Linked DNA regions of Hordeum vulgare: region 1 is linked to region 2. Evidence: chromatin contacts called from public HiChIP or PLAC-seq data. All regions are on one chromosome and are shown on one strand. The core of a region is the stretch at or near the end of the contact, and the rest is flanking DNA. Distances in the headings are between cores, read along the strand shown. Region 1 has its middle 9.7 kb from the start of LOC123448472. Region 2 has its middle 240 kb from the start of LOC123448472.

Region 1 (4,339 bases), core at 593-3,092, 250 kb after region 2:
GATAAAGCAACAGAATAAGGTGGCAGTTTCACATGTTAGGCTCGAAATCTCAAACCAATAGGGAAATGGGAGAAATGACCAGTTCGTTTTGCGAAAACATCCAACCCCAGTGCAGGAAACATGGTTATGTTTGGTCGTAACTCAGAAGCGAGCCGGTTTGTAATTTTTATCCAAAAAACTGAGCTTGGCCAATTATGAAATCAGTGCCTCGGCCTAGGATAAAGAAATATTCAATTCAGGTATCCTGTAACCTAAGCAAACAACTGTATAAGAACAATGTACCTGCCCCGATGGGTCATTGTATCACAATTCAGAAGCACATAGCATCATTAGCGTTTGTCGTCATCATCAGAAGTTTTGTCATTTCCATAACCGGAACTTGCTCTAATTATGTAGACCTGCATCGTTTACATAGAATGAGTCACATAAAGTGCACTTAGCAGTAAGAGTAAACGAACCCCCCATGATCAGGCCTTAAAAGAATCCCTTCCATTAGATTAAACAAAGGCATCTGGTACTGACGGTGAGCAATTGCATCATTCCCTGCATACTGTGTGCAAAATTGGCTACCAAAACAGGCCTAACTTGTTATCTTTGAACATGTAAACACAGCTCACTGGTTTCAATCATGGATATGGCACGTAACCTGCTTTATAATCTAAATCTAAGACATATATAAAAAAACATGGAAATTTGTCATACTACACAACGACTTTGTGTCTAGTTTGGTTATTATGCAGCCATAACAGGTTTTTCCCATGTAGGAGTAGCATACGACCACATTTGAAACAAGCTATATGTATGCAATCGTACTGAACGTGGAGTTGCTGATAGTAAAAGCAGAGCGATTTTATCCATGGACCGGTGACCATGATGCTAAATCTCACCTTGAACCTTGTCCTGTCTGTGAGTTGGAAAACCAAGCAATCGCCATCGGCGAGGCCATGGTGGACGACGAACCCTCTCCACTCATTCCTGAGGAAGTTGTGTCTGGCATTGTACACCATGTGAAACTCGTCATCCGCCTCATCCACCACGACGACCGCCTCGTCGTGCGCCGGGAGATACTTGATTTAGTCCTTGGGGATTGCCTGTCACAACACAACACAATGCATATACATAACCCACCAAATCAATCAACATCCAATCCGATCCAAGAAGCACATCCAGTGCAACAAGTTCTCTTGCTAAAAAAAATACCATTGCGAATGACTTGCTGGCGCAGTCGTGGATGATGGGCTTGACGAAGGCCGGCCAGCGGATGTCGTGAATCCGGCGCTGGAGCTCCTCTGCCTTTTGTTTGGCGGCGGCATGTGCCTCGTACCCTCCACGGTAGTCGCGACGCTTTGCGCCCGCAAGGTAGTCGGGCTGCTCCGGGAGGCTGGCGACGCGGCCGGACCGCCGGAGCTCGCCGGGGCCCGGGGCCTTGGGCTTCTGCGGCACCACACATTTTTAGTAGGGGAGAAAAGGAGATGGAAGACCGGAGGCAAGGAAGAAGAAGGGAGAGGATCTGACGAACCGGCCTGGGCTTGTGCTTGGGCTTGGGCCTGGCGGTGGCCTCGCGGACGGCGGCGGAGAGGTGGTGCAGGTGGAGCTCCTCGCCCTTCCGCCGGTTCTCCTCGATCTGCCTCCGGCGCTGCTCCTCGTACGAGTTCGATTCCGACATTTTCTCCGATTCTGCGTCCTCCCCTCCGGCGCTGCTCTGCTTGGGGAGCAGTCAGTTGGCCCGTTTAGCACGCCCATCCCGCCGCTAAGAACTTAAGAAGGGAGGGAGGGAGTGTGGGTGGACATCCTGACGCGGGAAGCGGTGTGTGCGACAGCGTGTGTGATCTGTCGTAGTTGGGTTGGTGGTGTGCCTGAGTTATAAGTGCAGTGGTTGTGTGTGGGGGGAATATCATGTACTCCGTATTACCTAAACTAGTAAACCGGCGAGAGGAGTTGATCTCCCTCGAACCTTCCTCTGCTTTCTCCTACCTCGCCTCCTTCTTCCTTTCCCTTCCCCCTTCTCCCAGATCTGACCAAGAGAGAGAGAAGGTACGTTACAGCTCGGCGCGGCAAATGGACATGGTGAGGACGAGGTGGCCATGGCGCAGTCGCGGCGTCGAGGATGCGGTGGTGGAGGCAAAGTGAAGCGGCGGCAAAGGCGAGGTTATGGAAAGGAGACGCCATGGTGGAGGCGAGGCATAGTGGAGCTTGGTCGATTCTAAGACAAGCCCGATGGGTGAGGCGGGGTGCAGTGAACATGCGGTGGCAGAACGAGTCCGACTCGGAGAGAGGTGCCGAGGTGGGTTGACAAGAGACAAGGCCGACTTTAGGAGAGGAGGGGTACTGACGCGGGCGTGGCGGACCGACCCCAACAGCCACCCGAGTATACTCGCCAGGAACGACGCCCCATCCTTGAAGGCACGTGTCGCCTTGTAGCCAGGGTCGGTGTACGCCAGGAGGACATCCTAGTCTGGGAGCAATACGATCAGTCTGGAACTTATAATCAAACAAGGTTTGCATGTGGTCCTTCTTTCCCTCATCATATGAGGGCTGACAACTAGAAAGCGATCCACCCCGAAATGCGCTTTTTTATCCTTTGATTCAACTCGTATTAGCCTTCCACCGTGGACACTAGCAGATCGGTGTTTTCTTGTTTTGACACGCTCAGTATGGATTTAGGCCCGGTTCTTTTCACCCTGGATTTTAGAGAATCAGGATTATGGAAAATTCTCCCAGAATCTGCTTCTCCCAGAATCTGTGGTTGAGTTCTTTTCAGAGATTGTAGTTTGAGATTCTGGAAAGTGTTGTGTGTTGAAATGTCTGTACTGCCCTTAGATAGAAGCAAATTCATCCATCCATCTAACAAATAAGCAGCAAATTCATCCATCCATCTAACAAATAAGCAGCAAATCCATCCATCCATCCATCTAACAAATAAGCAGCAAATCCATCCATCCATCCATCTAACAAATAAGCAGCAAATCAATCCATCCATCTAACAAATAAGCAGCAATATCTGTTTATAGTATCTGTTTACAGGGAAGAAGAACGAAGCTCACAGCGGGGTGGGGCAGACTGCAGGGTGGGCGGGGCGGGGCCTGGCCGGCCGGAGGCGGGGCGGGGCGGGGTCGGCCGGCGGCTGGGCGGGGCGGGGCCGGCCGGCGGCTGGGCGGGGCGGAGGCCGGCCTGACGAGCGGGGCGACGGGGCCTGCCGGCGGCGGGGCGACGGGGCCTGCCGGCGGCGGGGCGGGGCCGGCCTGAGGAGCGAGCGCAGATGCGGCCTGAGGAGCGAGCTCAGATGCAGAGGCGGGGTGGGGAGCGAGCGCAAATGCGGGGCGTTTTGGTTGACTGCTCGGTGGCATTTTGCCTGTAATTACGTGGTACAATAGGGGTATGGTATTAATCCGAAAGGTTTTCTTTTGTGGGACTTGGTAGAATCTTGAGATTGTGGGAGAAACCAGGTTTTCCTCAGATTTTGAATTGCACTGAGATTCTGCAGAATCTGATTCAGATTTTGGTAGTTCATTCGAGTTCTTTTGGCTCGGGATTTTCGGGACTGAGATTCTATAGAATCTTCTCAAAAGAACCGGGCCTTAATCTTGCAATGAAAACTCACATCGTCTCCGTGATAGAAAAAATAATTAGACGGACCGCGTGCAACACTGCATGGAACAGATGCAATTCCAATTTCTCTATCCACCTCAATCTTGTACAAGCTGCTCCAAAGCTAATTATGATTGTGACTATAAACCGATGAATTTACCATCTGTTTCCAAGGTTGTCCCATGCCGGGTTATCGAGTACAATTGTCTTTGCCAGCTCTTCTTTATACTTCTTTATACAATCGATCGCGAGCTCCTTGATCCTTGAAAATCTCCCTTCAAGAACACAATTCCACCATGCGTAGGCTCAGTGGACGCCAACTGTCGTGGTTTTGTCACGTTAAGATGTCTTCGTGAGAGAACTTACGTGTGAGGCCATCGCAACTAGGTGGCGTCTTGAGAGGGGTTGGTCGGAATCGAGAGACGCGAGTTTACCCAGGTTCGGCCCCTCCGACGTAGCTAAAACCTACGTCATGCTTTGTATGTATTGATAAGGATGATGATCTCGATTACAAGGGTGTTGTTTTGCTACCTCTAGTCACAAGAGCCTCTAATCTGTGTATCTCTAATGATTTGAACTTCTTGGGGCGCCTTACCCCTCCTTATATAAGCTACTCAGACTAGGACTAATCTTTCTTGAATCCTAATTAGGGTCTTGTTTCCTTTGTGAGAGAGTCCTTCCTTTCCTTAGGACTTCTCTCTGAGCCGGCCCTCCCATGATCCGCCTTCTGGGACATTGGGTCTTGTCGTTT
Region 2 (4,379 bases), core at 1,457-3,956:
CGCTCACACGTGTCGGCCTGCATGGCCAACCTACGCATTCGCGTCGTCTTCAAACACCACGGTCGACTCTCTTGTCGGCACCGGCTTACAAATACCGCGGTTGAGCCTCCCGTGTGCGCCGGCTTATAATACCATGGACGACTCTCCCGTGTGCGCCGACTCACAATGACGCGGCCGATTCACGAGTCCGCGTTGGCTTATAAACGCCACGACCGACTCCCGTGTGTACCTCAACACACCGGTGACGCGCCTGCTCTCTCGATGTGCCCATATGGACGCACGTAAGATGTCGTTGCCCCGGTCCAGTGTACATCAACACATCGGCATTGCGCTTGCTCGCTCGAGCCACCATACACACGCACATAGGCCGCCTCCCCGTGCCCGAGTCTCATCCAACAACATTGGAGCCAATGAAAAAAGTGACATTTGGAATCATGTCCTACACAAGGTTGCCAAAACCCACGCTAGTCCCCACTCTCATCAGGTTACCAAATGAATATGTGTTCTGGCTTGTCATCCCCCGATCAGGTGTGCTTCAACACATTGAAGAAATAAGAGTCAGACACAGAGGAACCATCCCTGAAAAAGCTATCGTTTGAGCCGACCATCATTTGAGCCGGCAAATTTGAAATCCATTGGCAAAAAGAAAAAGAAAAAGAAGGGCCCTGGAGGAGCCATAAAAGAGGACCAAGAGAAAATAGTAAGAAATGGGTTTAGAGGCTTATGAACACAATTTGGCCACGATATTTTCCAAAGACATACGATGAGCATCACAAGAATCATCAACTTCCCACATCGTCTCCAGTATCAATAAATTCCATCATTCAACCATCTAACTCATGCCGACTTATGCCATAGCCAAGTATGAAGACTCTTAAGCCGCCTCCTCGAGTCGACTTAAGACTCGGGGGCTACACAGTCATGACTCGGCAGATTCAGCCGTGCTCAAAAAATTCAAGAACCCCGGGTCATTGCAGGGAAGATAACCTAGTTCCGAGGGCTCCTGCCTTATTGGCGAAAAATCAAAAGTCGCCCAAGAGGACTAGTCGCCACGATGCATAGTTCAAACATGGGTGCCCTGCCTTATGGGTGAAAAATTAAAGATTGCGAAAGAGGACTAACTGCCATGATGCGCTATTCAAACATAGGTATACTGCATTAATTGATCATCATATTATCATACTATGATCAATGGAATAAAGACAGCTTATCTGGACCCCAGATGTTTTGAAGTAGTTAAGTAGCAAAATAAATGCCACCATGTTATTCTACACATTTTTAGTCAAGTTACATATGTGGAACATTTTAATCGAAGCTACGGTTAATTAGTTAGGAGACAAACCGTTGTAACATATCATTCACGCAAATTAAATGAAAATATCAAGTTAAACATTCTTAACATGTGTGAAAGTTGCAAATTATTAATCTACACAAAATTCTCAATAATTTCATATATAAAGTTTTAAATCCAATGCACAATTATTTTGCTATGAATTAAAACATTTTAAAATGGCACCACGCAAAATAACGCAAACAACAAGTTTAAATATTTTAACATATATGAAAGTGGGATATTATGAATCTACATGAAATTCTAATCATTTTACATGTCTAACTCATTTTAGTCCCATGTACGGTCGAAAAGTTGTAGATGCATGATTTTACGGACTAATCTCTAAAATAGTTTTTTCATAGGATAATTGAATAAATACGCAGCGCCGGGAAAAAATGGCAAACGGGCCAAATCTGGGACACATCATTCGGGGCAACATACTATTCAACGCACCGAGCAACAGATAGCTAACCACAACTTGGAAATGTCTCGGTTGCAACTCATCTTGCGGGCCTAGGCCCGGATCGATGGAGCGGTCTCCTAGCGCACTAGACCTACGTTGGGGAGGACGATTTGGTCCTTGGGAGGCGCCAATGGCTTGGCTGATGGGGCAGCGGGCTGGCTGTTGAGGCGAGTTGGGCTGGCTCAACAAGCAAGCAGCGACAGGTGATGCAAAGGAGGCCTCGCATGGATGACGTGGCGCTCACCCACGTTGGCGCTGGAACGGGTCAATGCGACCACGCGCAGGTGAGCGGGATGAGGCCTGGGCGAACACACGCAACCATGGCGGGGAGGCGCGGATCCAGCGGAGGCGGGTTGGGGAAGAACGGATCCATCCATTCCGGCGGAGAACGACAACAACCAACGACGGCAGCGGACCTCGTGTCCATGGCGGGCATCATTGCACACCCCGAGAGCACACAAGGAGGTTAGATCGCGGAGAGAGAGAAGAGAGAGGGAAGGAAAGGGAGGAAAAGGTCGGGGTGAGTTCCTACGTGGGTGGTCGCTCGGGGTTGAGCAGCTCCTTGGCTACTACTGTTGATTAGGGACGACTGGGATGGCCGGCAAGGTCGACGAGGGGTGATGGGCATCTCGGGCGAGGCTCCGGTAGGTCTGGTGGCCAGCCGATGGATCTGAAGGTGGCTAGCAACGGGGGCTTTTAGTAGGATCTTGGGGTCGAGCTCGTGGACCTCGGGCGCCATGGGGTCGAGGCTTGAGGTCGGCTAGATGCAGGGAGCAGCTCGGGTACTCCCACGCCTGATCGGGAGCTGCGGCGGCTGGCGAGCTGCGCGGTGATGCGGGCTGAGGGACGAGGTCGGGCAAGCGGTCACTATAGCGGTCACTATGCGATTGGTTGGTTTGGATCTGTGAGGAGGGAGATGGGACAAGGGATGGCGACGGCGCTAATTATTAGGGGAATGTTTGCCTAAGGTTAAGAGCTATACTGCTGGCTATAAGCCTATAAGCAGCCTTATAGCTAGCTTGTACAATAGTTAGCTATCAAAGAGTATTATTTTTATCATATATGGCCCACCTTTCATTCTCACAAAACACCTAGGAGCACGTGTTAGAGCTGGCTCTTCACGAAGAGCCCGCTTCCTTGTCTCTCTTCTTCTCTCTCATCCAACTCAGCAAAAATATAGTATTTTAATCCTTACAGCCTGCTGACTGTACCTTATTATACTTGCTCTAAGGATTGCATCAGTATTTATATAGATAGGACCGAGTAGGGTATATGTGGATCATCCGATTTAGATCGCGCGGTAGAGAAAAATAGGCTAGGGAGTCAAGTTGAAAAACAGATGATGCTTTGGGTATTACGGGGTTGATTTGGACCTATCGGTCACGACCGTATGTTTTGGGTTCTGGGAAACTATCGGACGGGCACGAGGGTCGGTGCACTATGCACAGGGGCTAGGCATGAGAAGAGAGGGGATACGCGGGAAGCCCGACAACAACTTTTATATACGAAAATGTTTGCGATTTGACAGGGTATAGTGTCGCTATAAGTTTAACGGTTCATGTATCAAACGGACTACGATTGCGTCGAAATTTGGCAGACGATCTTTCTAAGCTATATTAAGACCACACGCCAACTTTCAACCCATTCCGAGGAATTTTTATACACCCTTTTACAACAATATTTTATCGATACCGCGGGCTCATGTGTGTGTGGTTGGTCTCAAACGGTCAACGACAAAAACGGAGAGGACCGATAACTAACAATCGATGCAAGTTTTGAAAAATGACGGCAACGAAATGCCGATGCAATGCTGATGATGCAAATGATGTGATGATGAATGCGACAACCAAACAAATCATATGACGACAATGGAATAAAAAGGGAATCTTTTAGAGCATCGTTTGCGGGTTGTTACATCAAAGAGTCAATCACTCTCTCCCAGAAATTTGGCTTGGTAGAAGAGGATTATTAGGTGGAAAGCAACCTTATGGCGGTGGTAAAACCGACAACTCGAATATTGGGTCTCGAGCCATGGATCTAAGATCAATGGTAAGAGGAAGAGTAGGGAGATGATGTTTACCTAGGTTCGGGCCCCCTAGACGAGGTAGATACCAACGTCCTACTTTGATTATAATATGTTGGTCTCTCTAGTACAGTCCCTAAGGCGAATAATTTGTCCCTCTACGTACTAAACCCCTGTGCCTATATAGATACCCAGGGGATCTAGGTTACATGTTTAGGTCGGTTGTAGATATGCCAATTATAGAGTTATCCTTGGGTTGCACACTAGGTCTTCGGAAGTTTACTTCCTTCATACGAGCGAGTCTTGATGCTCCCACCGTCCTTTGGGCGGTTGCTCAATAGGACCCTATTAGGCCCATAAGGACCAAACACCATGGGTTAGTACCCCTAGTCCAGGACACCCTTAGTAGCCCCTCAACTAGTCTCCAATCGTCGAAGACACACACACTCCTCGGGTCTTCTAGCTTTGGATGTCTTCCGCTTGTCACGCGAGTTCCCCTAGTAGAGTAACATATGGACCCAAATTCTTTATTATTCTTGGGACAATCCAAGCATTAAACT

The links. HiChIP or PLAC-seq counts read pairs in DNA pulled down with a chosen protein or histone mark.
Region 1: a contact with region 2 is called in an H3K4me3 HiChIP or PLAC-seq map of embryo, with 5 times the contacts expected there. The contact joins two enhancer-like sites. A contact is called at or near these places in 1 of 6 Hi-C or Micro-C datasets (seedling) and 1 of 1 datasets of contacts at active chromatin or transcription factors (embryo).

The regions. Positions count from the first base shown.
Region 1 is chr4H:252,107,154-252,111,492 of MorexV3_pseudomolecules_assembly, forward strand. It overlaps the pseudogene LOC123448471. Among protein-coding and RNA genes, the nearest start is that of LOC123448472, 9.7 kb to the left of the region's middle. Within about 2 kb of position 1,843, at least 3 of the 3 cell types and tissues checked have open chromatin away from gene starts, as enhancers often do. A contact at or near this core is called in seedling, where this site is marked.
Region 2 is chr4H:251,858,070-251,862,448 of MorexV3_pseudomolecules_assembly, forward strand. No RefSeq gene overlaps it. Among protein-coding and RNA genes, the nearest start is that of LOC123448472, 240 kb to the right of the region's middle. Within about 2 kb of position 2,707, at least 3 of the 3 cell types and tissues checked have open chromatin away from gene starts, as enhancers often do. A contact at or near this core is called in seedling, where this site is marked.